Regions from separate parts of the Mus musculus genome. Here regions 2, 3 and 4 are each linked to region 1. The links are chromatin contacts, called in public HiChIP or PLAC-seq maps. All regions are on one chromosome and are shown on one strand. The core of a region is the stretch at or near the end of the contact, and the rest is flanking DNA. Distances in the headings are between cores, read along the strand shown. Region 1 has its middle 16 kb from the start of Mdh2. Region 2 holds the start of Hip1 (huntingtin interacting protein 1). Region 3 overlaps Ssc4d (scavenger receptor cysteine rich family, 4 domains). Region 4 has its middle 25 kb from the start of Rhbdd2.

Region 1 (7,524 bases), core at 2,262-4,761:
TAGCTCATTTGACCCTGGGCTGCTGTTCTCCCTGCTGTCCCTTCTCCTCCTGCCCACTATGCTCTGCAGATGGAAAACACTAGACAGTAAATATTTTAAAACTAGCTAGATAGTTGATTCTTGTCAGCTAACCTATTCTAGCCAACCGCCAGGGCAGAGACTGCCATTTCCAGCCCCCCAAGATCTTACATGGTTGTTTCATCCTCCCTGTCCCTTCTCCTCCTCCTGGGACCCAAAAGTCCCACCTTTTTCCCTTCACCCAGCAATTGACTTCTGCCTCCTTTATTGTTACAATCAAGAACCAATTTGGATATCAACACCTCCCTCTAAGTTACCCAGATTAAATGTGCCTGCAGGCAAGTCTATATGGCATTGCCTTAATTGTTAATTTTGTTGGGAGGCCCTGCCCACTGTGGGCAGCAGCATTCCCTGGACAGGTGGTCCTACAATGAAGGAAAGCTCACTGGGGCTAGAGGGAGCTGGTTAAAGGCCTATACTATTCTAGAACCTAGTTTAGTCACCAGCACTCATACCAGACAGTTGACAGCTGCCTGTAACTCCAACTCCAGGGGGACCTACAATGCCTCTGGCTTCTGTGAGCAAAGGTGCAGGTACAAATAGCCACACAAACACTGAAGATAGTAGTTGGGTATGGTGGCACACCTTTAGTCCCAGCACTCAGGAGGTGTGGCAGACAGATCTCTATGAGCTCCAGGCTAACGTGGTCTTCATAGTTCCACTACAGAGTGAGACCCTGTCTCAACAGAACAAAATAATCTTTTAGAAATTTGGCTGAGTGTAAGCTTTCTGCCCTTGTTTGGCAGTGAAGTGAGTTCCTTGGTCTGAGGTAATATGTGGAATGGCAAGCAGGCCTGCTATCAGGTTCCTGCCTTGAGCTCCCTCAAATGATAGCCTGAGACCTGGAAGTTTAAGCCACATAAGCCCTTCTTCCCTGAAGTGTTTTTGGCCATGGTGCTTGTCACAGCAGCAGAGAACAGACTGGATCAATTCCTAGTGCCACCAAAAATAAAAGGTCTGAGGAGCAAGTTCATGGTCAGCCTGGCTTACATAGTGCAGTCTGCTCCAGGAGGGGAGAAACAGAACCACCTCCTTTGTGCCTCAATTCTGCAACCTTCCTTTCACCTGACAGGCTGGAGCTAAGGTCTAGTGATCTCTTGGTTGTGGATGGTCACTGCTCATATTTCAGGGCTGCCCCATGGGTGCTGGCATAGGCTGGGATAGCTCCAGGCCCTATTTCTTTCTTTTTTTTAAGATTGGTACTGGAGGGCTGTTGGGCTGTTGAGATGACTCAGGGGTTAAGAGCACTGACTGCTCTTACGTAGGTCATGAGTTCAAATCCCAGCAACCACATGGTGGCTCACAACCATGTGTAATGAGAAAATTAAAGGCCTGGTGCGAGAGGGAAGTGGGGAGAGGGGGAACAACTGATGCTGGAGAGCAAACGCAGGTTCTCATTCTTGCATGACTAGTCAGCGCTCTACTTGACTGGACCATCTGCCCAATCCTGGTTAGTCCTTTTTTTTTTTTTTTTTGTATAGACTTTATTATTAAAAAATCCTTTAAGTAAATAAAAGTATCACACACCCAAAAATGTAGACCCAAAGTCCATATAACTTAGTGAACTTATGCACAGTTAGAATTGGTATTAGAGGGGGCTGGTAAGATGACTGCTCTTCCGAAGGTCCTGAGTTCAAATCCCAGCAACCACATGGTGGCTCACAACCACCCGTAATGAGATCTGACACACTCTTCTGGTGTGTCTGAAGACAGCTACAGTGTACTTATGTATAATAATAAATGAAGCTTGGGCTGGAGCAAGCAGGGACTGAACGAGCGGTATTGACCAGAGTGAGCTGAGGTCCTAAAAATTCAATCCCTAAAAACCACATGAAGGCTCACAAACATCTGTATAGCTAAGGTGTACTCACATACATAAAATAATCTTCCTTTAAAAAAATTGGTATTAGAAACAAATTGTAGCAAAGCGAGGTGTTTAATTCCAGCACCAGGAGTCAGAGGCAGGCAGATCTCTGAGCTGGAGGCCAGCCTGGTCTACATAGTTCCAGGACAACCAGGGCTACATATAGAAACATTGTCTCAACCTAAAGAGGAAGAGAAAAGAAACCAGCCACGAAGCATCACCACATAAACACATACCACCCAGCAAAAACTCCATGGCAAGAGTGAAAGTAGGAAAGCAATGACCTTTATGTCCTCTGGCTACATGCTTTTTTGACAGTCTCACTATGTTTAAGGTAATACAAAATCCCGCTTAAGGTGAAAAATCCTTCTGAGCGCTGGGATCTCAGGTCCCACTGCCACATTGGTGTTGGCTCCTGCCTGTCAGGTCTCGCCTGACAGCTCTGGTCTCAGAACTAGCAGGAGAAATGAAGGTGAAGGGCTGGGACCCCAAGGCTCCAGAAAAGACACCCCCAGATGTCTAGGCAGAGCAGGGATCTCCAGTCTTCCTTGGCAGCCTGCTCACACAGGAGAGTGCTGGGCTAGCATTTCAGGCAGCGAAGGAGCAAGTGTGTCCAAACTTCTGAGCCTGAGATTAAGGCCTTGCCAGCTACAAGGTTCCTCATCAAAAGTCCCACAATCTAGTAAGGAAAACATTGCATAAGGTCGACAGTTCCCTGGTAGAGGACATGTTCTTCATAAGCACAAGGCCGTGAGTTTGAACCCCCAGGACTCACTGGCCAGGCAACCTGGTCACATCACTGAGTGGCAGGCCCATGAGACAGACTGTCTCAAAACCAAGATGGACAGACTGGATGTTCTGAGGAACACCTGAAGTTGACCTCTGACCTCCACACACAAGTGCACACACAGACAAACACACCTGAACACACGTGCACACAAATATAAATCTAACAAAAGAGGGAGATGACTCGATGTTTTAAATAACTTCACAATTTGGTGTTAGGCCACAGACTGAAGCTGCTTCAGTCCAATGAGAAAGATCCTCTTTGCATGCGAAGTGGGCTCTAGACTACATTCCGGGAAAGTGCCAAGAGACTCCTAGCCAAAGGCCGGCACTCCACGATGCAAGAACACAACAGAGAGCCTGAGAGTCAACGGGGTGGCTGTAAGCAGCTTGGGAAGGGCCAACTCACTTCTCAGCCCCATTTCCACTCCCTCTCAGCGCCACTGGGGAGATGCTCAGTGGGGGAAATACCTAGTACTTAAACACAGACGAAGAGCACACAGAAAAAGCCAGGTGTGGCATTATGCACATGTAACCACAGCACTGAGGAAATTGGAGGTAGAACGGAGACAGGAGGATTCCTGGCACTTGCTGGCCAGCCAGGCTAGCCAATCAGGGAGCTCTGGGGTCAGTGGAAGACCAGGAAGAGCTGGAGGGATGACTTAGCAGCTAAAAGCTAGTACTGTTCTTGTAGAATGTCCATCCAGTTAACTCCCTCCCTGACCACCTCCTGTTTCCTGACTAGCAAAGCAAGGCGAGGGTGGTGATTGGAGTGTTAATGTGCTCATTATGCAAGCCATTATGAGAGGCAGTCCTTAGCAGCTTCGAGGCAGTGGGGGACCCGAATGAGAACAAATGGATTGTAGAAGATTGCTGGGGTCAGGGGAAGGAACCACGGTCGCATTGGAAAATGAAAAGGAGAGCAATTTAGTGAGTTTTCGTGAGTTCGCTGTGGTGTCCAGGCTTCCGGGCCCAGACTCTGCAGTTCCCTCTGTGGCCAGAAGAGGGGGCGAGAGGCCGATGCTGTGCATAGTTTCCAGGCAGACTAGGTCACTCGGGAGTGAGATTAGCATTCCAGAGCCAAATCAGGCTAGCCGTGCTGTCTGGTCTTGTCTCATCCAGGCAGAAGGGAGGGGACAGTCGCCAGCCGCCAGAGTAAGAGCAAACAATAAAGGGAGGGCCAAGGAAAGACGCCCCTAGGTCGGAAAGCAAAGCTCTGAGTCTCTGTAGGTTTGAGGGAGTGGCCAGACTGTCTATGGGCTTTTCCTGCCTCCAACGCTCTGGACACTGGACAAGGACAATGCTGATATCCAAGGAGAAAGGAGGCTGATATTCAAACCCAGTGTAGAAGAAAGCTACCTAGGGGACAGGAGTGGGGACAGGCCCAGGTCTGCCCTGCAGTTTCTGCAGACATCTGAGGCCAGAGACCTGGCCTGGGGCCTGTATTCTGGGCTCAGGATAGATCGCCTGAACCTACTTTAAAAGGCTATTGTTAGCTCCCAGTAAGAGGCTTATTGCTCTTCCGGAGGACCTGAGTCCAGTTTCTAGCACTCAGGTGTGGACTGTTCCAGAGGATCCAACGGCCTCTTCCAGGCTCTGGGGACTCCTGCACTCAGGTGCTGCACATAAATCTGCACAGGTAGGGGACTCAGAGATGGCTCAGTGGTTAAGATGACTGGTTGCTCTTCCAGAGGTCCTGAGTTCAAATCCCAGCAACCACACGGTGGCTCACAACCGTCTGTAATGGAATCCGATGCCCTCCTCTGGTGTGTCTGAAAGCTGAGAACTCGTACATAAAGCAAATAAATAAATATTTTAAAAACCAAAACAAAAGACTGTGCAGGTAGACATATACATAAAAATGACAAATCTGACCGAGAGAGAGAGAGAGAGAGAGAGAGAGAGAGAGAGAGAGAGAGAGAGAGAGAACTGTTGTCTCCTTTTCTCTAACACAAGGGGATCCTAGCCAGTTGACTAGATCACATTCTCTCTTGACCCTCTTCATTCTGTTATGCCATCTAACTGGGGTCACTGCAGGGCAGACAGAAGCAGATGCCAGAAGTGGAGAACCTCTTGAAAATAGTCACCCCAGGATAGCTGACCTACTGGGGAGGAAGAGACATTTCCGTAGCCCACTTAAGTCACCTGTTGTTGCTCTGTCTGAGGCCATCGCCTGTAGATCATCCCAAAATTCCCTTTAGTAAATGGGTAACTGCTGAACACGCCAAGAGGACCCCTAAGTCCACTGATCAGTACCCAAGTGCTTCCAGTATCCGGTACCCATCTGTCCTAGTCAGGGTTTCTAATACTGCACAAACATCATGACCAAGAAGCAGGTTGGGGAGGAAAGGGTTTATTCAGCTTACACTTCCACATTGCTGTTCATCACCAAAGGAAGTCAGGATAGGAACTCACACAGGTGGAACCTTGGAGGCAGGGGTGGATACAGAAGCCGTGGAGGGGTGCTGCTTGCTGGCTTGCTTCCCCTGGCTAGCTCAGCTTGCCTTCTTATAGAACCCAGGACTACCAGCCTAGGGATGGCACCACCCACATAGGGCTGGGCCCTCCCCACTTGATCACTCACTAATTGAGAAAATGTGTTATAGCTGGGTCTCATGGAGGCATTTCCTCAAGGGAGGATCCTTTCTCTGTGATAACTCCAGCTTGTGTCAAGTTGACACTAAACCAGCCAGTACACCATCTAAAACCAGATTTTATTTTTAATTATATGTTGCGGGGGTAGAGAGGGGAATTGCATGTGTGTGCAGGTATATGTGAAGTCCAGGAGAAGGGGTCAGATCCCTGGAGCTAGAGTTACAGGTGGTTGTGAGCATCCTGACATGAGTGCTAAGGCTCTGATCTCGAGTCCTCTGCAAGAGCAGTGAGAGTGTCCTTAACCATTAAGCCACCTCCCAGCCTTCCTTCCTTCCTTGGTTTTATTTTTGAGGCAAGATCTCCCTATGTAGCTCAGGCTACCCTGGAAACCATGATCCTTCTAGCTCAGTCTGCTGGGTGCTGAGGTGTAGCATCATACCCAGCTATACTGAATCCTTCAAAGGATTTTGTTTTTTTATTTTATGTGTATGAGTGCTTTGCCTGTGTGTGCACCATAAGTGTGCAATGCCCACACAGTCAGAGGAGAGCACTAATTCCCCTGGGACTGAAGTAACAGATGGTTGTGAGCTGCCATACTGGTGCTGGGAACCGAACCTCCGTCCTCAGTAAGAGCATCCAGTGCTCTTAACTGCTGAGCCATCTCTCCAGCCCTAGTTAAATATTTTAATAGCACCATAGACTGGCACTCCTCCTAAATACAAGCTCAAGTTTGGGGATCCAGAGAGCAACTTATATATCCCATTCCAGGGCACCCACACAGCTGTTCACCTCACTGAGCTACACTTCCATTCCTGAAGGGGGCTCAAATCCAGGACTTGGAAGTGGGATTTTTGTTGAAGTGGGTTTTTGTTGTTGTTGTTTTGTTTTTCGAGACAGGGTTTCTCTGTATAGACCTGGCTGTCCTGGAACTCACTCTGTAGACCAGGCTGGCCTCGAACTCAGAAATCAGCCTGCCTCTGTATCCCAAGTGCTGGGATTTGGAAGTGGTTTTTCCCATCGCCTATGATGGTGAGTTTCCATTGGCAACTTGGTGGAATTTGGTTGCTGGCTGTGTCCATGAGGGCATTTCTAGACAGGTCTAACTGAGGAGAGGAAACCCACCCTGAATGTGGGCAGCAGCGTCCCTCGGTCTGAGGTCCTGGAAGGGATGCAAGGAAGAAAGCAAGCAGAGCCCCAGCATCCCTCTCTCGCTGCTTCCTGACTATGGATGCCTCGGGAGGAGTTGCCTCATGCTCCTGCTGCTGCTGCTGCACCTTCCCTGACAGATAAGCTCACACTGTGGGACACAGCCGTCCCTTCCTCCCCTAAGCTGCTCTTGTCGTGGTGATAAGGAAAGGAATTAATATACCCCAAGGCCAACATCGTATAATTAATGATATTTCTTTCCCAAAGTGACCCCTGGGCAACAGCATTTGTAAATGAGAGTCCCCAGAAAGACACAACTGAACAGAACCCGAACGGTGTAGAGAATTTAGAAGGTTCCCAATTCTAGAGGCAGCTCATCTTGGGCTTGCTTTGGCCCCTTTCGTTACCCACCTCTGTACATGACCTAATATCTTTTAGCCCATTAGGAAAGTACTTTGGGGGGCTGGTGAGATGGCTCAGTGGTTAAGAGCACTGACTGGTCTTCTGAAGGTCCTGAGTTCAAATCCCAGCAACCACATGGTGGCTCACAACCACCCATAATGAGATCTGATGCCCTCTTCTGGCAAGTCTAAAGACAGCTACAGTGTACTTAGGTATGATAATAAGTACAATCTTTTTAAAAGAGAGAAAGAAAGGAAGGAAGGAAGAAGGAAGGGAGGGAGGAAGAAGGAAAGAAAGAGAGAGAGAGAGAGGGAGGAAGGAAGGAAGAAAGGAAGAAAGGAAGAAAGGAAGAAAGGAAGAAAGGAAGGAAGGAAGGAAGGAAGGAAGGAAGGAAGGAAGAAGGAAGGAAGAATGAGCTTTGGAATGTACAAGCAGACCCTTAGCTTCCACCAACTCAAAGCTAACAGTTCCTCAGACAGCATCTAAGGCCCACAGCTCAGTTTTCCTTCCTGTCTGTGACCTGATGTCTCCACCAATGTATACGGGAAGTGTCTTGATTTCTAACTTTCTTTATTCCATCCCTAAAATCTCCCCTCAGTCTGTTACCACCTTGGAACCAGGATCTGGGCTACTCGGCCATGTTGGCTCACATT
Region 2 (7,524 bases), core at 1,922-4,421, 250 kb before region 1:
GTTATCTTTAGTTTACAGCTGGGAAACTGAGGCTTAGGAAAGTCAGACTGTCTGCCTGAGGGCTCATGGTTCCATACGTCAAAGCACATCACCCAGTGCTTGGCCCCCAAACTGAGACGTCTCCTGTGGGCTGGTGATGGGGCTCGGTTGGGAGAACGCTTGCCTAGCATACATGAAGCGTGGCTTCCATCTCCAGCGCTGCCTAAAGCCAGCCACCGTGGGACACTCCTGCAATCCCAGCACTCAGGGTGGATGCAAGAGGATCAGGGGTTTGAGATCATCTTTGTCTTCATAGCTAGTCTGAGATCAGCAGAACTGCACGAGACTCTGTCTCAAGGCAAAAGGAACTGAAGAGAACTCAGTTATCTTCCGGGGATGCTCAGGACTCAGAGGTAGCTGGGATGTGGTTAAAGGTTGGGACCACTTCCAACTGTGTTACCCTGCAAGTTATTTAACCTCGCTCGGTAGGCCTCAATTTCCTCTAAGCAAAATGGGGTTGATAACCACTCCATCAGCTCTTGAGAAGATTAAAGATACCAAATCAAGGACTGTACTTAGAGGACCTCCAAACATAGTAGTTAGCTACAATTATTATAAAACCCACGCTGATTCTCTTAGTCTCTGAAGACACCAGTGTGTTTGTTTGTTTGTTTGTTTTAATTTTTGGGTTATTGAAATTCTGATTGAGATAGAGTCTCAATATGTATAGCCACAGTTCGCCTGGAACTGCTACTTAGACCACACTGCCTTGCAAGGATCCTCCTGCCTCTGTCTCCCAATGAAAGTTTGAGGGCCAGCCTGGTCTACACAGCTGAGTTCCAGGCCAGCCTGAGCAACATAATAAGATTCTCACTCAAATAAAACAGAACAACAGCGACAAAACAAACAAATTAAAAACAACATCAACAACAAAACAAACAAAAAACTCAGCACTCAGGAGGCAGGAGGACCTCTGTGAGTCTGAGGCCAGCCCGGTCTATAAAGTGAGCTCCAGGACAGCCAGGACTGTTACTTAGAAAAACCCTGTCTTGAAAAACCAAAAAGAAAAAAAGGGGGCTGGGGGGAGACTTCCACAACTGAAAAGCTCTGCTATAGAATATCTCAGTGCTCTCTCTCTCTCTCTCTCTCTCTCTCACACACACACACACACACACACACACACACACACACACACACATACACACGGCTCATAACAAGTGTTCTACAGAAGGTAAAACTAGACACTGCCTACCAGTCTTCCTGTTGGGCAACTAGGAAAAATGTTACTTATGGCTGGAAACATTCAAGTGCCTCAATTCTATCACTCTGTATTAAGTTCAAACTAAAAAAAAAAAAAAAAAAAAAAAAAAAAAAACATTTTAAAAGTGATTTTGGGTGTATGTATATGGAGGGGTATTCATGGCACGGCTTGAGTATGGAGGTCAGCAGACAACTTGGACAAGTTGGTTCCCTTCCTGGGATGAAACTCAGGTGGCCAGACTGGTTGGCAGGAGCCTTTACCCCTTAGCCACCTCCGCTGGCCGTAAGCTCAAACTTTTATGTCTAACTTATTGCCTCAGTTTTAAGTCGGATGCTATAAAATAGCTCCAGTTTATTTTCTTCTTTCAGTTTAAAAATAAAAGAGGTTGGGGGGGGATATGAAAACTTTTTTTTCTTTTTTTCTTTTTTTTGGCAACAACGCCCAAGGTTCAAAAGATCTGAGAAATTTAAAAAGCTCCAAACTCTATAGACATTGAGAGGTAAGTGGACGGTGGTCTCTCTTTCCCCTCCCGGGGTACAACTACCCCATTTCCCCCCTCAGACACAAGAAGTGGACCCAGGGGTCTCAGAAACAAGAGGTGGTGTAAAGTCCCCTGGGGTGAAAAGGCTTTCTTCCGAGCAAGGTCCATTTATAGAACACACAGGCCCTCCCTATCTCTTCCATCTTTCCTACTCACAGAACACGACAGGGGACCTGCCTCTGGCTGAAGTCAACTCAGATCTTCAAAGTAGAACTCGGAGAGCCAGAGTAGAAGAAATCTACCGGCCCGGCATCCGCAGTGGGATCCGAGGAGTTGTACTCTCAGAAACAGATTTTACATACAGATGAACTGATGACTACACACCCCGAGCCTCACAACTTGATTCAGTCCGATCAATACAGCATGCATAAAAGCCTGAGGTAAAACTGGATAGTGGCTTTTTGTTGATAACTGCGGTGGAATTTTGGCCATCTGCCCTGGTCAGACCAGACAAATAAGGCAGGCGGTCTGCTTATTAGCTGTCAGGCATATTTTGGAGGGTGAAAGCAAAACCTCAAATCAGGAGTCTGAGTATCACTGGACAGCTTATGCCGGCACGCAAAGCTCTGACAATCCAAGCGCCTCAATTCCTACCCCAGGCTGCGCGTCCCCGTTCCTCCAAACCCCCGGGCCATTTTACAAGTTGGACCACACTTCACATTTCTTACGGTCCTTCCCATCACTCAGACCCCTTTGGCCCAGCCTCTGAGGCCAACAGCTGGGGCTGCTGAGAGCCAAGTTAGAGGCACCGTTGAGCGAGATGCTGGGAAGTGTAGGGAGAGTCAATACTAAAGTAAGGCGACCAGAGCCACCCTTCACACCCCCACCTTGGCGTTCCCACACTTGGCAAAAACCAAGCGACTTCCAAGTGCTTCCCCTATCCAGGAGCACCCTTCCGTCAGTCCCCTTTCAACTCCCTTTAGCCTCCCTTGTGACCCCTGATGGTGCTCACTGAGACCGTCCCCTCAGCCGCAGGAATCTGCAGTTCCCCAGAGTGCACCCCGACCCCTATGCCAGTGGAGATGCCCAGGTAGATCCCGAACCTCCCTGGGACCCGCCTAGTTCCCTACCCCAAAATGATTCCGATCGCAGCCACCTTGCCTAATTCCTTCCCGAGTCTGCAAGTCCCACTCCCTTCCAAGCCTCTCTTGCACCCTGCATCACTCCAAGTGCCCCAGGGATGCCCCAGGGTTCTCGAATCTCACCTGAGTCCGCTCGAAGCTCTCGCGCTCCGCAGCCTCCATCCCAGCACCAACTCCGCGGCGGCTCAACACTTTGGGCAGCGGGTTGGATACCTGCTTCATGGAGCTGGCCATTCGGTCCATGTTGTCTGGGTGAACAGAGTCAGGGGCCCTCGGCCGCCCCGGGATCCCCGCGGAGCCTCCCGCCCCTCCCTACCCGCGGGGATCCGGCGCTAACGGGGACAGATTCCGTCTTCCATTGGTTGACAGCGCTGTCCATCTCCCTCAGAACCCACCCCATGTTTCCAAGAGGCTTTTCCCCACACCCCTCTTCCCACTTCGGAGGCGCTCCGCTCACTTCACCCGCTGCCCGCCTCAGGGCGGTCCGCATACTATGACTGGTCTGAAGGTTTGTCCATTATCATTAGTGGGCAGGACCTGGTGGGCTGCTGTCCTAACCTGCCCCCTAGGCTCCGCCCCATAATCGATGCACCGCCTTCCAGGCCTCTACATGCACTGTCATTGGTCTGAAGACTTATCTGTCAACAGGCTGGCTTGATGGGCTGCCCTAACCTTTTCTTGTTGGCTCCACCCTACATCCGTCACTCTTCCTTTGTTCCCACCCCCCAGGACCATAAAAGCACTATGATTGCTCTGAAGGCTTGTCCGTCATGCTAGTGGGTGGGGCCTGGCTGCCACAGACCAGCCCTTGCTGACTCCACCCTACTTCGAAGCGCCACCTCCTGGGCCCTTCTCTGCTGCGGGTTTCTGAGCAGTAGGACCTGCGGTCCAGCCGGCGCCACGAGTTCCCGAGGGGATGGAAAGGCAGATCAAGGGAAGCATGGCTGCACACCATGCTTCACCGGCTTGCTGGGGAACTCTGCGTCAGTGTGGACCCGCGATGGCGGCCTTAGTGGTCCTCGAAGTCCCCTCCTCGTGCATTCCTTTCTGCCCGTTCTGGAGGACCGTTCTGGAGGGTCCCCAAATACTGGCCTGTGATTGCGAGGATCTCCCCAGAGCTTTCCAAACTTTGCTTCGTTCTCACCTTATCTCGGTAGAAACCCCAACAGATGCTCTTTGTTCAACTATGGTAGGGTCCACTCCTCCCATCCTGTTCTGGGAGCACCTACAGACTGGGAAGTGCTCCTCAGCAAAGAAAAAAGTTACAGGTTCTTCACTAACAGAACTAGTGGCACCGTTAAGCATTAAGCAATTTGATGGTGCTATCCATCTAGCTCTGCAATAGAAGCCAGTACAAGTCTCACTTGTACTAGGCAATGTTTTAATTAATGACAATATCAAACTCACTATGTCGCTGAGTCCCTTGAATCCCTGAGCCTCTTGCCTCTTCCATTCAACTGTTAGGATTATAGGCGTGGGCCTCTAGGCTTGACTTTCCTTTAACGTTTTACACACATTTTGTACCTGTGTGTATGTGTGGGACTGTGTTCATACGGCAGCACTCTGTGGAGGTCAGAAAGCAAATTAGATTCTGTTCTCTACCGTGTGGACCCCAGGATCTGACTTGAGTGATAGGCTTAGTGTAGCAACCTACCCACTGAGTGGTCACACCAGGGATGCTCTTTAAAAACAGTGTTTCAAGACGGGTGGTGATGGTCCACAGCCTTAGTCTCAGCACTCAAGAGGCAGAGGCAGATGGATCTCTGAGTTCAAGGCCAGCCTTGTCTATAGAGTGAGTTCCAGGACAGCCAGTACTGCACACACATGCACACCTACATGCACAAAGATAATATTTCACTAAAAAGTTGAGATTGGCTTTGAACTCCCAGAAATCCTGCCTCAGCCTCTTGAATGCTAGGATTACAGGCATATACCTGTATACAGACTACCCACAGACACCCTCCCCCCAGCCTCCCACACTGAAAGAGATGCGGTTTGCAGGTGTGTCGCACCGTGTGCAAGCACATTCGTGCACCTGTGCACATGGAGATCTGAGGCCGATGTCAGGGGTCATCATCACTCTTGAATCTCGCATTGACTTAGGGTCTCATGGAACTCAGGGTTTGTTGATATGGCTAGCCACACTAGCCTGTTGGCTCTGAAGAGTCTCTGTCTCCCACTTCAGAGGCTGGAATTTCTAGGCGGGCCACACAAACCAGCTGGCCTAGGGTCCCGACTGTGGCGATGTGCACACACACCCTTGCTCGGCAATGGCTTTCACTACTGTGCCATCATCAGAAGAGGAGTTTAATTCGAAGCGGCCAATGACTTTTTCTAAATTAAAGCCTGGGTGAAAGTTCACATTTGATAGAGGCATAAAAGAGGAGTGAGCATTTGCAAGCACCAAGAAGGCTTTTGCTGGGCACAGTGGCATTGTGGGCACCAAGTTACAAAGCCTAGATGAAAGTGGTCCGAGGGAGTAGGAGCAAAAGTAGATTAGAATCTTAGTTAGGGCTCCTATTGCTGTGATAAAACACCATGACCAAAAGCAAGCTGGGGAGGAGAGGGTTTATTTAGCTTACACTTCCACATTGTAGTCCATCAGTGAAGGAAGTCAGGGCAGGAACTCAAAAGGGACAGAAGCCTGGAGGCAGGAGCTGATGCAGAGGCCTGAGTGGCTTGCTCCTCACTGTCTGCTCAGCCTGCTTTTCAGTAGACACTGGGACAAGTAGCCCCATCCACAATGGGCTGGGCCCTCCCTGCCATCAGTCACTAATTAATACCCTACAGTTGAATCTTCTGGAGAAGTTGCATTTTCTCAATCGAGGTTCCCTCCTTTCAGATGACCCTAGCTTGTGTCAGGTTGACATAAAACTAGCCAGGACAGCTGGGGAGACTCTAGAACAGAAGAGGAGAAAGCTCTGCCTCTTAAGGAGTCATGTGAGTAAGCTTGTGCCAAGGGGATGTGGGAAGAGGGGCTTCACAGGTCCAGAGTGATAGGAGGATTAGCCGGAGACTGTATTTATTTAAGGGGATGATCTATAAATTGCGTTCTAGGGGGAAGGAATGTGTAGTGTGTTTTGGCACTGTGTGTTGGGGTGGTATGTGTGTGTGTGATATGTGTGTTGGGGGTGGTGGTGGTGTGTGTGTGTGTGATATGTGTGGAGGTGCCTGCAGAAGCCAGATGGGGTGTCAGATTCCTTGGAGTTGTAGATGGTTGTGAGCCACCCTCTACCAAACTTGGGTCCTCATAACTGCTGAGCCCATCTCTCCAGCCCATCTCTCTTCTGCACATCAGAAGATGGCACTAGATCAGATGGTTGTGAGCCACCATGTGGTTGCTGGGAATTGAACTCATGAACTCAGGACCTCTAGAAGGGAAGGGCAGTCAGTGCTTTTTTTTTTTTTTTTTTTTTTTTTTTTTTTTTTTTTTTTTTTTTGAGACAGGAGTTCTTTCTGGCCTTGAGCTTACTTAAGTAAGCTTTGTCAACTGACCTACCACCCCCAGTACCCAAGGGAATGACTTCGATGAAGAACGCCAGCAGAGCAGACAATGCTCCTAACACTCTGACCCTGGTGTGGCCATTCTGAATTCCACACTGGTCTTATGCTCTGGGATCAGCTAAAGACAGATTTAGGCCTCCTTGTTCAGATTTTATGGCATCAATAAACATCAGTCTCTTAAACAAGGATTAAGGGCTCAGCCTAGTTCTTATTTGAGTAAACCAGAGTGGGAAGGAGAAATTTGTGGTTTGGAGGCACTGGGCCGGGAAAGATTCAAGACAGTTAGTTTTCCTGTGAAATAGAACAGGTCAAAAAGAAGGGACCATGGCTCGGGGTGGGGGATGCAGCTCATTTGTCAGCGTGCTTGTCTAAGCATCCAGGAAGACCTGGATTCCATCCCCAGCACCCCATAAACCTGGCACAGTTTGGTGCTCTGTGCCTGTCATCCCAGTACTCAGAAGACAGGGGCAGGAGGCTACATAGCAAGTTCTAGACCAGCCTCAGCTACATGAGACCAGCGAAATATAATAAGACAGGAGCAGGCAGCAAGATGGCTTGGAGCTAAAAGGCACTTGCCACCCGACTTGCCAGTGTGGGTTTGATTCCTGAGATCCACATGAAGAACAAGAAAACTGAGTCCTGCAAGTTGCTGTCTAACCTCCACATGGGTAAACACATGTGTGCATGTGTGTTCACGCGTGCACGCGCACCCACACAATTAATGTAAGTTTGAAGAGAGAATTCGGTTGCGGTTCAGAGTTAAGCTCCCTGTACTCAGGTCAAGCAGCTTATAACCGCCTCTAACTCGAGCTCCAAGGAACCATACAGTATATTCCTTTCTGGCTCCCAGGTACCCGTGTACGCACGCAATGGGCAAAGCGTCCCAATTAGTTTAGATCTATTTACCATATATAAGTCTGGTTTGAAGATATCTACAGGTCTCAGTTGGGGTCTGCAGAGTCCTGGCTAGGATACCCAGGTTCTTGCGTCTCAAAGCATTGAACCAGGGTCACCTGGAGAGCAAGAGAAACAGAAACTGTTTATTTCTAAGAAAGACAGACATGCAGTGGAAAGGGAGGGGCCAGCAAGCTGGGGAAGAACAGAAGCCAAAGCCCCTGGGTCTTTTTCTTTTTTTCTTCTTTTTCTTCTTCCTTTTT
Region 3 (7,524 bases), core at 2,161-4,660, 160 kb after region 1:
TTTTTTCAAGACAGGGTCTCAAGGTGTAGCTAGTCCTCAGGAGATGGCAGAAGGGGGATCAGGAAATTGTGGTCATCTTGCATTACAATGCAAAATTATGAACAAAATTAAGGGGGGGAATGAGCAAGGCAGTTTGATTGGGCAGACAGCTCCATGGATGCTCAATTTCTGAAATTTCTAACAACGGGGGCTGGCACGGTGGCCCAGCAGGTGAAGGTACCTGGTGCCAATCTGGAGGATATCAGTTGGATTCCCTAGCATTCGCATGGTGGGAGAGTGTTGACTCCCACAAATTTTCCTCTCAGATGGCTCTACTCGTGTGTGGTGGCCCAGGCATGCTTGCATCCATACATGAACATTATACACACATACACAGAACAATAAGAAATAGAAAATAGTAATTAAGCCGGGCGTGGTGGCGCACGCCTTTAATCCCAGCACTCAGGAGGCAGAGGCAGGCGGATTTCTGAGTTCGAGGCCAGCCTGGTCTACAAAGTGAGCTCCAGGACAGCCAGGGCTATACAGAGAAACCCTGTCTCGAAAAAACCAAAAAAAAAAAAAAAAAAAAAAAAAAAAGTAATTAATCTTGTTTTCTCTTGGTAACAGAAAGTTACCTAGCAGACATGAGGAATTCATCTTCCTAGGGCTTTATTTTGTTTATTTGAGACAGGGTCTTATGAAGCCCAGGTTAGCCTTGAACTTGCTCTATAGGAGAATCCTCCTGAGTCTACCTGCTACATGCTCTGATTACAGGTGTCTGCTACCACACACAGTTTATGCAGGGCTAGGAATCAAACTCAGGGCCTCATGCATGCTAGGCAAGCACTTTACCAACTGGGCTACATCCCAGGCCAGGTTTTCTGGTCCTCCCTCCCCCCACTCCCCCAGAAAGGGCTTCACTATGTAGCTGTGGCTTGGAACTCAATAGTGATCCACTTGCCTCTGCCTCCAAAGTACTGGTATTTCCCATTTGATTTTAGTGTATGCATGGATGCGAGTGTGAGTGCGTGCAAACGTGTGCATGAAGAACTTAGAGGATAACTTTCTAAAAAGGCCAGTTCTTGCCTACTTTTAGGTAATTTGGAGAATTGAAGTCAGGTTGTCAGGCTGTTTCAAGCAATTACTTTTACCTGTGAGCTTCATCACTGGCCCAAGGCACTGTTTTTGTTTTGTTTTGTTTTGTTTTTGAGACAGGGTTTCTCTGTGTAGCCCTGGCTGTCCTGGAGCTCACACTGTAGAACAGGCTGGCCTCGAACTAAGAAATTCACCTGCCTCTGCCTCTTGAATGCTGGGAGTAAAGGCGTGCACCACCAAGCCTGGACCTGGTTTTTTTAAGGTAGAGGCAACTTTGACTTTCCAAGTGAATGGCCACGTGGATGGAATAAGCTATCTATCCCATGAAAAGGGTTCCCTGAGCTGACTGCTGCTAACCTCGCAGGGACCCAGACTTGTCTAACTCATGCAGGGATCTTGAGACAGAAAATTGACTATGGTGGCAGACAGCAGGTGCCTCGTTGACTACAGCTTCTTCATCAGGCCTTCCTATCCAGCGAAAAGGAAGCCAATGACAGTGCAAAAGACTCAAGTCCCTATTGCTCTGTAGCTCACAGTGGGGCAGGTCAATCCTGGCTCTCTGCATGTTTCTCCATCTGCCCAGATTGAGTTATGTCAAACTTGCTCTGGTCTGGCAGGGCCAATCTTTTTTTTTTTTTTTTGTTTCTTTTTTTTTTTTTTTCTCGAGACAGGGTTTCTCTGTATAGCTCTGGCTGTCCTGGAACTCACTCTGTAGACCAGGCTGGCCTCGAATTCAGAAATCTGCCTGCCTCTGCCTACCAAGTGCTGGGATTAAAGGCATGTGCCACCATGCCTGGCTGGCAGGGCCAATCTTAAGACGACAGACACTCGGTCAGGGTGATGCTACACATAGAATTTGCTGTGGTACAGCAGGCTGTGTTAAAATCCTCAGTCTAACCCACCTGAGGTAGCTCACATCTATAAAACCAGCCACTGGGAAGATGATGGGGGTGGAAACTGCTTGAGGTCAGCCTGGACTGAAGTGTGAGATCCTGTCTCTGAGGCAAGGGAGTTCAGAAGTCTGCGTTCATTTCTGGCTACACAACACATTTCAGGGCAGCATAGGCTACATTGTCTTGTTTCAAAACAAAACCACAACCACAACACCCCTCAGTTTATTGTTCATGTTTGCCAGAGGTGGGGAACCTTTTCCAATTCTTTAATTGGTTTGTTTTTGAGACCATGTCTTATGTAGCATAGGCTGGCCTTGGATTAGCTGTATAATTGAGGGTGACCATCTGTCTCCACCCCTGGGACTTTAGGCATGTGACAGCCACCACACTGAGGTTTGTTTTCTTCCCTTTTTAGAAATCTATTTTCTTTTTGTAGTTGCTGATTTAAAAAAAAAAAAAGACATTTTAATTGTGTGTGTGTGTGGCCACATGGCCTCACCTTTACCTGTGGAACCCTTTCGCTGACCCAAACTGAGTTGGGGACTGAACCTTGGACTTTCTGAATGCTTGGACAGAGCTCTACCAGCTGAGTTACACACCAGCCTCCTTAATCTTGATTTATTTTAGATGTTTTTTACCCCATAGTGCCACCACACCCTATTCCAATTCTGGTTTTATTGTGAACCGGTTTTACAATTTCAACAGTCCTTTGTGGGTTAAATGTCCTCTGTGAAAGCGTCGCATGCCTTTCATCTCAGCAAGCAGGTCTTTGAGTTTGAGGCCTGCCTGGTCTACAGACTGAGTTCCATCCAGGGCAGCCAGCGTCATACAGAAAAACTGTTTCGAAAAAAACAAAACCAACCAAATGGTCTTTTATGAAAATATCAGTAGCTTTAGGATATAGCTCAGTTGGTCGAGCGTTTGCCTAGCGTAAGTGAAGTCCTGGGTTCCTCAGAATTGCATAAATGAGCAGGGGTGGCACGCACCTGTAACCCCAGTTGGGTGGGCAGAGGAAGAAATAAAATTAAAAAAACTCAAAGTCACCTTTGGCAAGCCACCCTGAACTGCATGAGACCTTGACTAAAGCATTTTTAAAAGGGGTGAGGGGGTGGGGTGGTGAGGAGAGAAGCAGCCTTGTGGCGCAGAGGTTGTTGTTGGTAAATACTCTTTGTAATCCGCAAAGGTCCGCGGGGACTGAAAATGTCGCCTAAACTACAGTGTCTTGGGAATGGTTGACCTTCCTTCCCTTGTATGGGCTGTACCGGGGACTCAATTCCTTTGTCAGACCAAACCTAGAACTCTGCACAAAAAAAAAAAAAAGACCCGCCCCGAGGCATGGAAAGGTCTCGAAGAGCGTGGCCCCGCCCCTGCCCCACCTAACCAGCAACCTTCCGTTTGCTGCGACTGGCTGAACCAGTTTCAAAGCTACCCAATCAAAATCCTTCAGTAAGATAGAGGCGTGGCTTCAGTTCCGACCCAGGGCGGGCTCTCCTCTGAGCTCCTGCGGTGACTCAGCAGGAAGGCGTGAGTTATTGGGGCCCGGAAGGGCAGGGCTACGTCACGTCCTACCCTGTCCGCCCCGGCCGTCGAGGCTTACGGGGCTCCAGTGGGAATCCCAACACCTGGACTCTGTTGGTTTTGTTTTGTTTTGATGACCCAGAAAAACCCTGGACCTTTCACTGATCTTTTGTTTCCTCCGTTTGCACAGTGGTTAAGAACACTTCCCGGAGCAGTGCCTGAGTGGGAAGACCCTGGAAGTTTGGAGTTTGACCTTACAGGAAGTCAATCCCAGTTGCCTCGTTTTTTTTTTTTTTTTTTTTTTCCCCTCTTCTCTTTTTGCTAATCCATCAATCCTCAAGGTTTGGCTCCCATTCGAGTTGTCAGGCAGGTGTGACAACAAATACACAAGGGAGGCTAGCCTGCTGCACTTCGAAAAACTCACCAGAACTTAAAGTCATCCTCAGGAACGTAGAGACCAGGACATAGGGTCCGGACGATGGTATAGATGATGAGGGGCCAAGCTGGCGTGATGGCTCAGCAGGTATCAAGAATCTGGTACCCGCATGGAAGGAAAGAATTCCTGTGACATGTACCACACATGTACTCAAACATGCATGCATTAGCCTTTTTTTTTTTTAAAGTAAGAGGGGCCTAGAGAGCTGGCCCAGCAGTTAGGGCACTTGCTCTTGCAGAGCCCCTGAGCTCAGTTCCCAGCACCCACGTGGTGTGGTTTACAACCATCATAACTCCACTACCAGGGGCTCCAACGCTTTGTGACTGTGGTGAACACAGGGTATACACGTGGGCAACATTCAGCCATGTATGAAAACATTTATACACAGATGCAGAGGTGTTTCAGTGGGTAAGAGCAATCATTGTACAAAGTTGGGGACCCAAGTGGGGATTCCAGCACCCAGGAGTAAAACCTGAGTGGCCAGGAATGCCTATAACTCTGGTACTACGGAGGGCAGAGACTGGATGACTTCCGGAGCTTGCTATCCTTTAGCCTAACTCAGCATTTGAGGAGAAAGCCTGCACCCAGGGGATCTGCGTGTGATAGAACTGGACGCCCTGTATCATCATCATCACCATCACTACACACAGGCACACTCAGTAATAAATCTTTGCGGGGTGGGGGTGGGGGGTAGGGAACCAGAATTGGAGTTTGTAGCTGTGGCTCAGTGGTCGAGTACTTGCCTTCCATGATTTAGGTCCTAGGTGGGTTTTGTTTTTTTGTTTTTAAATATTTATTTATTTATTATATGTAAGCACACTGTAGCTGTCTTCAGACACTCCAGAAGAGGGCATCAGATTGTTGTTATGGATGGTTGTGAGCCACCATGTGGTTGCTGGGATTTAAACTTAGGACCTTTGGAAGAGCAGTCTGTGCTCTTAACCACTGAGCCATCTCACCAGCCTAGGTTTAATCCCCAGTCCTACCACAGCAAAACAAAGCAATCAAACCAACCCAAGCAAGCAGGAATGGAGTCTAAAGGAAGCATCAGAGAACAGCAAAGGCATAAAGAGGGCAGCAATGAATGAGAACAAAATATAACAACTCACACATGAAAATGGATGCCAGCTCTCAGGAGGCAGAGGCAGGCAGACCTCTGAATTTAAGATTAGCATGGTCTATAGACTGGGTTACAGGAAAGCCGGGGCTATACAGCAAACAAACAAACAAAACCAACCTGTCTTGAAAAACTAAAACAAAAAGCAAACAAAACTAATATAGAAATTCATAGGCAGAGAAAGTGGAGAGGGTAGTGTGGCCTTTCTAGAAGTTCAGGCTGCTTTAAACTCCTAATCCACCTGCTTAAGCATGTACGTGCTGAATTACAGATCTTTGCCACCACTAATTCAGGCAGGGTCTCCCAGCAACCCCTACCCCCAGGTATCTAGTAGTCTAAGCTGGCCTTGAATGGTTATGTAGTTGAGGATAGCTTTGAACTCCTGATCTTCATTCCTGTGATCCCTTTAAAGAGGGAATATCACAGGTTGACCAGAGGAGGGTTGTTTTGTTTTGTTTTTTTCCGTTTTTCTGCCATTTTATTTTCTGGGCCTATTCAGTCAGCTTCTCTCACTCTGCAGCTCTGGCTGGCCTGGAACCCCACCCCACCCGCAGAACGCCCTTCTTCGGCACCCCGAGCACCGGCATTACAAACATGCACCATCGTGCCCTACTGCCTCTCCTTTCCTGGATCTAGATTTGTGTGTGTGTGTAGCCCAATGGAGGATGACCAGACACTCCACTGAGGAGCCTGAGGCTTGCCATGGTGAGTCAGCATTTCCCGGCCGTGATGGGCTCTGGAGAACTGGATGATGCTGCTCTTGGACCACAGCCTTTCATCGCCATGCCAGTTTTCTCCAGAAAGTCCTTCCTGGAGTTTTTCCAGTAGCCATGGTACAGGTTCTCAAACAATGACCTCAGTTAAAAGACTGGGGGAGATAATGCTTTATTGACTTGGCACCTAAGGACAGTGGCTATGGGCCTCCAGGGTTCTTTGTTACTGCAAAATGGAGGCTCTGTGCTGGGGGGGGGGGGGCAGTGGAAATCAGAGAAGCTGCAGGAAGGGCTCCTCTGGTCCCTGTTTTGGCCCCTGCAGCCCCCTTGTTCAGCGGAGCACCATCTGAGTCCAGGTCCTCACCCAGCAGGGAAGGTGATGGCCTGGTTCTTCTGCAGTCCCCTGCCAGTCTATAGAAAAGAGCACCCCAACCCCTTTGTCTCCCCACTTTTAGCAGGAGACCAAGAGAGGTCACGGTAAGGGTTTGAAGGCATTTACAGACAGCCCAAGCCTCATGGATGTGGGTGCAGAAGGGAAGGATTGGGGGTACTATATGAGTTCCCCCAAAGAGAAGTGGGTTATTCTCTCACATTTTCTGATTTGGCTGAGCAAAACATTGCTATGTTCACTGTATTGGGCCTTCCGCAGGTGATAACAGTCTCGGGACACACAGTAAGAGGACTCGGGCAGGTACTGCATCTCTCCCATGCACGGGGAGAAAGGGGTACCAGGAACCCGAGCTATCATAGGAAGGCATCCTGGGAAAGGACAGGCAGTTCCTCATAGGCTCCTTTGATATGGTATGGAGTACAGAGCCATCTGGGTCACAATGGCTGGCACAAGACACTGGCATCCTCGCTGTGGTCACAGTTGTGGACATCCCAGCGGATATGAGAGCACAGTAGCAAGGTGCTCTCATCTCCTCGGCATTTGACATTGTCCAAGAGGATTGGGCCTCGGCCTGGGCCAAAGTGGGCCTCTCCCGGGGCTGCGAGAGCCTGGCCACATCCCAGCTGACGGCACAGGACAATGGCTGCCCGTAGGTCCCAGGCATCATCACAAACAGTGCCCCACCGTTGTCCTAGGAAGAGTTCTACGCGCCCCTCACATCGGTGTGTTCCACTAGCCAGACGGAGGTGCCCTGTGTTGGAGATAAGGCCTGGGTCAGAAGAGCCCATGGGATCATGGGACCCAAGAGATGGCTCTACAGTTGAGGGCACTTGCCACCACAGGTTGTCCTCTGACCTTCACATTCCTTCATACTGTTTTGCCTTCACATGTGTGAACATATCATGCATATACACGGGTACACAGACACCAATAAATAATGCTGGACAAGTTGGCACACACCTCTGATCCCAACACTAAGAAGGCAGAGGCAAGCAGATCTCTGTGAGTTCAAGCCTAGCCTGTTCGACACAGCAATGGTCAGCCAGAGCTATGTAGTGAGACCCTCAACAGACAGTCTCAGCCCCTTAGCCACAGGCTGTTTGCAAACTATGACCATGTCTTATCCTGACCCTCAAAGTTTACTGTCCCCACTTCCACACCTACATTCCCTGGGCTAATTTGTTGTTTGTTTTTCCATGAGCCCTTGTATGTTGTTCAGGCAGGCCTTGAAGTTACTGTCCTTCTGACCCAAGTCTCCAGAATGCTGGAATGAAAGCCATAGGCCACCATGCCTAATTCTGCATTCTCTCATTTCTTCAGTTTGTTTGATCCCAAGTGGAGAAATCTCTAGGTTGCTGTAGTGTTTTATCACTCCAGGTCCA
Region 4 (7,524 bases), core at 2,541-5,040, 140 kb before region 1:
ACACACACACACACACACACACTTTGTAATCCCTGCATTGACCCTTGACTCTTTCACCTTTGCCCTTTCCACCCTGGGTCTAGGTAAACTAAAAATTTCAGAAAAAGAAAGAAGCAGATGGGGGTGAGGAAGAAGGAAGAGTAGGACGAAGATGTAGGGGGAGGATTGATAAAGATTCTACAAGGTAAGGTGCCTTCAAGACATAATCAATGTTACAGACCAGGGCTGGAGAATCTGCCCAGTGATTCAGTGGATCAGAGTTCAGTTCCCAGCTCCCACGTTGGGTGATACACAGCTGCCTGTAACTCCAGCCCAGCGGGATTGGATGCCTTCTTCTGGCCTGGGCACTGTACTCATGTGCACAAACACAAAATGTGTGTACACATACACACACTTTAAAAAAAAGTAAATCTAAAATAATGTTGCAAACTGGAGCCAAATAAATCTCAGACTGTTCTTAGTCCCTCTGAAAGCCATTCATATTCACATTTGTGTCTGACCTAATGTCCTTGCAACTCTTTAGTCCCATGTGTCCTTAGCACACCACTAGTTCTCACCAATCTAAAAGCTAAGAATGCCATCAGATTGTACCTGAAGTCTATAGCAGTTTCCCTCATCTACTGCAAGCAGCCTGTGTTTGCCCATCCATGTATTTGGTTGCTACACTGACTGATTTATTGTGTAACTAATAGCAATCACATGTAACTACAGTGACAATTTTGAAGTTTTGGTGTCTTTGAAAAAACACAGAAATATTATAAGAATATGTTTTCGTTTTAATCACAGGTGTGGAAGATGGGACTGCTTCAGATGATCCACAGCAGCTGACTATGATTTGTCACATGCTCCAGCACGAGTGTGATTTTGCCAGATGCAGCTGCAGATTGTTTCTGAGATTATGTGACATTTGGAATTCTGGGGACTTTTCAGAGAGTATATATGATGGTTTGTATATGCTTAGCCCAAGAAGTGGCACTATTAGAAGGTGTGGCCCTGTTGAAGTAGGTGTGGTCTTATTGGAATAGGTGTGTCGCAGTGGGCTTTAAAGACCCTCATCCTAGCTGCCTGGAAGTTTGTATTCTGCTAGCAGCCTTCAGATGAAGATGTAGAACTCTCAGCTCCTTCGGCACCATGCCTTCCTGGGCGCTGCCATACTCCCACCTTGATGATAATAGACTGAACCTCTGAACCTGTAAGCCAGCCCCAATTAAATGTTGTACTTGTGAGAGTTGCCTTGGTCAGCCAGGCGGTAGTGGCGCATGCCTTTAATCCCAGCACTTGGGAGGCAGAGGCAGGCAGATTTCTGAGTTCGAGGCCAGCCTGGTCTACACAGTGAGTTCCAGGACAGCCAGGGCTATACAGAGAAACCCTGTCTCAAACCCCACCCCACCCCCCAAAAATAAGTTGCCTTGGTCATGGTGTCTGTTCACAGCAGTAAAACTCTAAGTATATAAATGCTAGCTGCACACCCCCCCTAGAGTATGCTATTGGTGGGTGTTGGTTGGTTGTTGTTGGCCGTGGTTTTTTAAGTAGTTGTGTGCAAAGAAAAAAACAAGAAGAAATTAGATATCCCGATGGTAAAGATCAAACTTTACACCCTTAATCAGCAGGAAGTAGTGTAATGGTATTTCATTGTCCCCGATTTTATTCAGAGATCTCTGTCCTTTCCCCTCTAACCTTCTTTCTCTTATCTAGTGTTAGGAGGTTGAAAGGGCAAAAGAAAAGGGATGGAGAAAGGTGGAAGAAAGAACTCACAAAGTAGCAAAAAGACTGGCTACATGTAACACTTCTATTGGAATATGAAATCTGAGCAATCAAAATCCCTCCCCTCACATTTGGCTCTGAAATAAATGATCTCTTACCTGCTTTAAGGTGAAGTCCGTGATTTCGACTTTGCTGGACAGAGTGCGAACCCCATTCCCCTCTCCAGAGAGCAGCTTACCAATACTACAACCTTCCAGGTCCTCAGGAGAAGCCTTCTGGATTTCAGACAGGAAGTCGCAGTGATTTCTCTGCAGGGCACAGGGACATCACATACGGGTTCTTGGTGTCAGGATGTAGGCAGGCAACCCTCCTGGCCAATGGTGGGACCTTCTCCAACTCCCTTGTTTTCCAGCTTTGTTCTTAACAGAACATTGAGTCCTGGCCTTCCAGTCCCTGACTGATTGCCAGACATCTGGAGACAGCTAGCCAGAGTCATTCACCAGGACCCAAGGGAAAAAGCGAGCTGTCACATCCAGACAAATGAGGGGCCAAGGTGCAGTGTGGCACTTTCTCCCATATGTCAAGTGACTTTGCTTATATGGTGAGAAAACAGTGGCAGGGACCAGACCGTTGGCTGCAGAGAGACCTGGATCGTCCCTGGCAGGCCCCTGAATCCCGGGCTCAGGTGAAGACCAAGCAGCTTCTACTCCCAGGGCCCCTTCTCGGGCTCCCCCAGTGTCTATGGGACTCACACCCTGCCTCGTTCTGCTCTTAGCGTAACTGTACCATCAACAGAGGTACCATCTATGATCATCTTGACTGTCAACGTGTAGGCTTTAGATTCACCATGAAAACAAACCTCTGGGCACCTCTGTGAGGATTTAACTAGATTAATTAAGGTGGGAAGACCCACCCTAAGTGTGGCTGGTACCATTTCGTCCATCTGGTGGGTGGGGTCTCCGACAGAATGTAAAGGCAAAAGCTAGATGAGCATTGACATCTGTCTCTCTCTGTATCTGGACTGTTAAATGTGCATGAGAGAGAGGCTGAGAGAGAGAGTGGCAGAGAGAGAGAGAGCGGCTGAGAGAGACTGAGAGAGACAGAGACTGAGAGACAGAGACTGAGAGACAGAGCGGGAGGGAAGACAGCTGTGGGTATTGATTTTCCTCCTTCCACCCTGCGGATCCCTAGAACTGCCTTTAACCTGCTCAGCCACCTCAGTGCTCCTCTGTCACCTCAGACTTGCGATCCTCCTGCCTCAGCCTTCCAAGTGCTAGGACTACAGGCATATCACACACCGGCTCTCCTTTATTTCCCACAGCACCTGCCTCCTCTCTGACCATTGGTCAATTCTTCCCAAGAATTGACAGGAAGGGAGCCCAGGTGGGACCGGAACCTTGACTTCACCCACCACTGACTTCCCAGTGTCTAGCCTGCTCTGGTTCTGTCTCATCTGACCCATCTGACAAAGACTGTCTGGCTGTTGCACCACCTTGTCAGTTGGCATTGCGGTTGAACCCAGAGAGGGAGACTGTTGAGGTGTGGGCTGCTGCTATGTATTGTAATGCTAAGTTCTAGACCAGAAGGTCTGCGCCAATGGGCGGCTTCTCCCGTTCACAAGCTTTTGTTGTGCAAACCTTGTTTCTTGATTTAAAACTATTGGTTAAATAAAATCAGCTACAGACAATTACTGGAGGGATTGGAGGTAGGTGAATTAGGAGTGACCTGGCTGGAGTGTTGGGGGAGGGAGGAGAGAATGGGGGCGGGGGGGGGGGCAGGGGACCAGGAAATGGCCAAGAGAAACAGCAAGTATCTGAGTGAGGTTCACCGCTGGGGAGGTAGCCAGGCCAGCAGTTAGAAAAATAGATTAGGGGTTGCCTCCCCAATAATTGTCAAAGCCAAATAAAATAACCCAAGGCTGAGTCTCATTTATCTATAAACTAGTCAGGAGAAGTTTAAATTGGTTGTATTACGTTTTGGCACACCTTATGTGGGGCAGAAAACCAAACTGAGACAGGCTACGGGCAGACAGACACAACCCCAACCCTCGCCGAAAACATGACTTTCAGCCTACAGCTGCTTGGGACCAGATCGACCATAGCACCTGGGAGGGCTTTGCACTCGCTGGGCCACTGATAAAAACAGACACTGCGGCCCGCAAGAGCTGCCCGCTTCTCAGAAAAGCCAGCACTCTGCTCTGCGGAAATAACAGCTTATGCTGGGACCCACAGAAAAGAACGGTAGTCTAGTCCAGGTCCACCGGGTCCCCAGCCCGCTGACTGGTGAGAGGTGCAGGCACAGCCAAGCATTGGCAGGGCATACGGGCCAGAGACCACTAGAGGATGACCGGGTAAAAGCCTAAACCTGCACAGAAACAGGGCAAGCTGGAGAGCCCTAGCCAGGGCTGGCAAAAATCCTGAGCTAGCTGAGCAGCTGGGGCGGGGCTAACTCAGCACTAGGTACAACTTAAAGGTCCCAAAAGTCTAAACCGGAAGTATTGAATTTAGGGAACAGTAAAAGAAGAGAAGCTAACTATTAATATACATATAATATATTTTTTATTTATTATTTATATATAATATATTTTTATGTATTATATATAAATATATCTTTCTGTATGATATACATATATATATATATATATATCATAGGGAAAAATATTTAATTTAAATATAAGAAAATAAAGTCCTTAGGGAAAACATTTTAAAAGAAAAAAGAAAAAAAATTTATATTTGGAAGGAAGAGAAGCCGCCATAGGTTCGGTAGGTCATGTAAATGTGGCCCTGGTGGCTGGCCAATTGGAGTTAAAAAAAAAGTTCAGATGAAACATGGTAAGTAATGACTCAGGGTTATCAGTAGAAAGGTAGATTCTAATAGCACAGAGGGTAGATATCTGCCCAGCTCTTATGCTGATTAAGGCTTATTATAAATATAAAAATTGTCGGGGGTTGGTGAGATGGCTCAGACTGACTGCTCTTCCAAAGGCCCTGAGTTCATATCCCAGCAACCACATGGTGGCTCACAACCATCCATAACAAGAACTGACTCCCTCTCTTGGAGTGTCTGAAGGCAGCTATTACATATAATAAATAAATAAATCTTTAAAAAAGTTGCCGGGCAGTGGTGGCGCACGCCTTTAATCCCAGCACGTGGGAGGCAGAGGCAGGTGGATTTCTGAGTTCGAGGCCAGCCTGGTCTACAAAGTGAGTTCCAGGACAGCCAGGGCTACACAGAGAAACCCTGTATCAAAAAACCAAAACCAACCAACCAAACAAACAATATGTCTTTTATCCAGGAACTGAATGATCAAGGTCAGGTTTTTAAAAAACAAAAAAATCAAATCAAAACAAAACAAACAAACAAAAAACCCTGATTGGGATTAAAATTTTCTACAACACAAGACTGAGGCACAGAAAAGCAAACCATCCAAGGTCCAACAATTAAGACCTGGGATGAGGGACGAGGGAGATTGCTTTGTGGGTGGGAGTTCCTGCTGTGCGCATGAGGACCTGAGTTCAAATCTCTAGCTCCCACAGAAAAAGCTAGGTACAGCTGTGCGTGCTTGTACGAATCTGGAGTTAGAATTGAGGGGAGGAGACGGGAAGGGCTCTGGGGCTCGCTGGCCATCAACGTAGCTTGTCTCACAGGAACATGGTAGAGAGTGTGTAGGTAAGTACCTGCATGGACACACGCTCATACATCAGGAAAACATGCAAAATACACATACATGCATGAAATGGGGATTAAGCTGGGCATAGTGGGCATAGTGGCTCACCCTTGTCATCTCAGCACTGAGGAGCCCAAGGCAGGGAGGATCAGAAGTTACAGCAGGCTTGGAAAACTTAGTTAGGCTCTCTCTCCAAATAAAAACTGGAAAAAAAATGTGTGTGATATGCTCAGTGGTAGAGCCCCTGCCTAGAATCCTCCAGTGAGGGGCTCAGTGGTAGAACCCCTGCCGAGAGAATCCCTCAGTGAGGAGCTGGGGGTGTGGCTCAGTGGTAGAGCCCCTGCCTAGAATCCTCCAGTGAGGGGCTGGGGGCGTGGCTCAGTGGTAGAACCCCTGCCGAGAATCCCCCAGGGAGGGTCTGGGGGTGTGGCTCAATGGTAGAGGGGACCAGCCTAGCATGCTCAAGGACTTAGATAAAATGTTTAATATTGGGGGGGTCAGTGGGGGTATGATAAAGTGGGATGTGGTGACACAAGCCTGTAATCTCAGGTCTTGAGAACCTGAGGTAACAGGATCACAAATTCAAGTCCAGGACATAGAGAAGCTGTCTTGTCTCACTAGCAAAACAAAAGGAAATAAAAACTTGCGATAAGGATGGAATCCAGATGCCACCGGCTCCAGAGCACTCTGTCAGGCCGCTATGGTCCAAGAGGATGTTATCACCAGCACAAACAGTTGCCAGGGCCCAGGCAGGCCTGGACTGCCTAATCCTGAGCTTTCCGAGTTCCCTGTTCCATCCTCTGTAGTGACCAGCAGTACTGTCCCTTCAGTGGGCAGTGGCTGGATAGGAGTTCTAGGGGTGAGATACAGAAGTCCCCCCAAACAACTGTTCAAGAAAAGGAGAGCCACATCATGAGCCAGAGAGTTGAATGTGAAAAGCTAGCCTGTCTGTCAGACTAATCTGATTGCAAAGAAGCGTGTGTGTGTCTGTGTGTGTGTCTGTGTGTGTGTATGTGCATATGTGGGAGAATTCTAGGCAAATAACACATTACTGAGCCGTACCCTCTAGTCCCTCTTTGGGTATTCTAGGCAAGTATAACGTATCTGTAGCTTTGTGTAACCAGTCCCTGGACATAAACAGAGTTCCTTGCCCTGATCCCAGGACCTCCCAGAGCCAAGAGGAAAGTCATGTCCAATTTCTTCCCGTCTAGACCACACACTGGCCGTCACAGTCCGAAAGACTCTCAGGACGGCTGCAGGGACTGTGAACTGTGCCCTGAGAATGGGCCGTGCCAGGGCGTCTACCATAGGGCAGCTATGAGCAGAATGGGAACACAGGGTGAATATGGGACTGGACAAGAACACAAGAGTGTCAGGGGCCACCATGGTGAAGGCTGGGCAGAGTCTGGAATGAGAAAGGGAGCCTGTGGCCCATGGGATTGGACAGTGGGAATTGCCAAGGGCACAGTCTGCCTGGAATTCTGGGAACTCTGAATGAGAAGTTGGCCACCCAATTTGTAAAGGAGACATAGCCATCAGTAATTTGTTAAAATGTGTTGACCTGGCTTGCCCCCCGCCCTGCCCCACCCTGCCTCGCCCGTGTGTGTGTGTGTGTGTGTGTGTGTGTCACTGTGTCTGTGTCTGTCTGTCTGTCTGTCTGTCTCTCATGTAGCCCAGGCTGCCTTTATCCTCCCTTTGTAACTGAGGATCCCCCTGCCTCCCCCTAAGTGGAGTACTGGGATCACAGGCAGGCACTACCATGTGAATTCTTGGTTTTTAGCTTTGGGAGGCAGAGTCTCACTCTGCAGCTCATGCTGTCCTAACTTGCCTGGCCTTGAAACTAAGATCCTCCCTGTCTTCTGCCTGTTGAGTATTTGCATTTTTTAAATGTTTCCTCTTGAACTCTTTTTAAATGGTTTCTTTCTAATTAGGTGTGTGAGTGCTAGCGTTTGAGAGTGCAGGCAGCTTGAGGAGGGCCAGAGACACTGGATCCCTGCAGCTAGAGTTACAGGTGCTTGGGAGCCATCCTACGTGGGTGCTGGGAACTGAACCTGGGATCCTCTGCAAGGGCGGCGAGTGCTCATGACTGCCGAGCCATCTCTTTTGTTTCTTGGTTGGTTTTTGTTTTGAGACAGAGCCTCACATAGCCCAGG

The links. HiChIP or PLAC-seq counts read pairs in DNA pulled down with a chosen protein or histone mark.
Region 2: an H3K4me3 HiChIP or PLAC-seq map of embryonic stem cells shows a contact between it and region 1, with 2.7 times the contacts expected there. The contact joins the promoter of Hip1 here to the enhancer-like site in region 1. A contact is called at or near these places in 6 of 39 promoter capture datasets (the SN4741 cell line, cranial neural crest, embryonic stem cells and 2 more), 6 of 484 Hi-C or Micro-C datasets (the Ba/F3 cell line, CD4 T cells, CD8 T cells and 3 more), 12 of 115 datasets of contacts at active chromatin or transcription factors (the 230-238 cell line, bone marrow-derived macrophages, effector CD8 T cells and 6 more) and 4 of 9 other capture datasets (adipose tissue, embryonic stem cells, liver and 1 more).
Region 3: an H3K27ac HiChIP or PLAC-seq map of embryonic stem cells shows a contact between it and region 1, with 7 read pairs. The contact joins two enhancer-like sites. A contact is called at or near these places in 5 of 484 Hi-C or Micro-C datasets (embryonic stem cells, olfactory sensory neurons and rod photoreceptor), 3 of 115 datasets of contacts at active chromatin or transcription factors (effector CD8 T cells, embryonic stem cells and pancreatic cancer cells) and 3 of 9 other capture datasets (adipose tissue, liver and pancreatic islet).
Region 4: a contact with region 1 is called in an H3K27ac HiChIP or PLAC-seq map of embryonic stem cells, with 7 read pairs. The contact joins two enhancer-like sites. A contact is called at or near these places in 1 of 484 Hi-C or Micro-C datasets (bone marrow-derived macrophages), 4 of 115 datasets of contacts at active chromatin or transcription factors (bone marrow-derived macrophages, embryonic midbrain and embryonic stem cells) and 2 of 9 other capture datasets (adipose tissue and liver).

Annotation. Positions count from the first base shown.
Region 1 is chr5:135,790,985-135,798,508 of GRCm38.p6, forward strand. No RefSeq gene overlaps it. Among named protein-coding and RNA genes, the nearest start is that of Mdh2, 16 kb to the left of the region's middle. Within about 2 kb of position 3,512, at least 225 of the 459 cell types and tissues checked have an H3K27ac peak or open chromatin away from gene starts, as enhancers often do. A contact at or near this core is called in the 230-238 cell line, the Ba/F3 cell line, CD8 T cells and 10 more, where this site is marked.
Region 2 is chr5:135,541,951-135,549,474 of GRCm38.p6, forward strand. Hip1 (huntingtin interacting protein 1) reads right to left here and starts at 3,172. Exons shown (of 31, transcript NM_146001.2): 1 at 2,987-3,172. The coding sequence starts at 3,106.
Region 3 is chr5:135,954,316-135,961,839 of GRCm38.p6, forward strand. Ssc4d (scavenger receptor cysteine rich family, 4 domains) reads right to left here. Exons shown (of 11, transcript NM_001160366.1): 11 at 5,908-6,893. The coding sequence ends at 6,577. Among named protein-coding and RNA genes, the nearest start is that of Ssc4d, 16 kb to the right of the region's middle. Within about 2 kb of position 3,411, at least 388 of the 459 cell types and tissues checked have an H3K27ac peak or open chromatin away from gene starts, as enhancers often do. A contact at or near this core is called in adipose tissue, embryonic stem cells, liver and 2 more, where this site is marked.
Region 4 is chr5:135,654,086-135,661,609 of GRCm38.p6, forward strand. No RefSeq gene overlaps it. Among named protein-coding and RNA genes, the nearest start is that of Rhbdd2, 25 kb to the left of the region's middle. Within about 2 kb of position 3,791, at least 43 of the 459 cell types and tissues checked have an H3K27ac peak or open chromatin away from gene starts, as enhancers often do. A contact at or near this core is called in embryonic stem cells and liver, where this site is marked.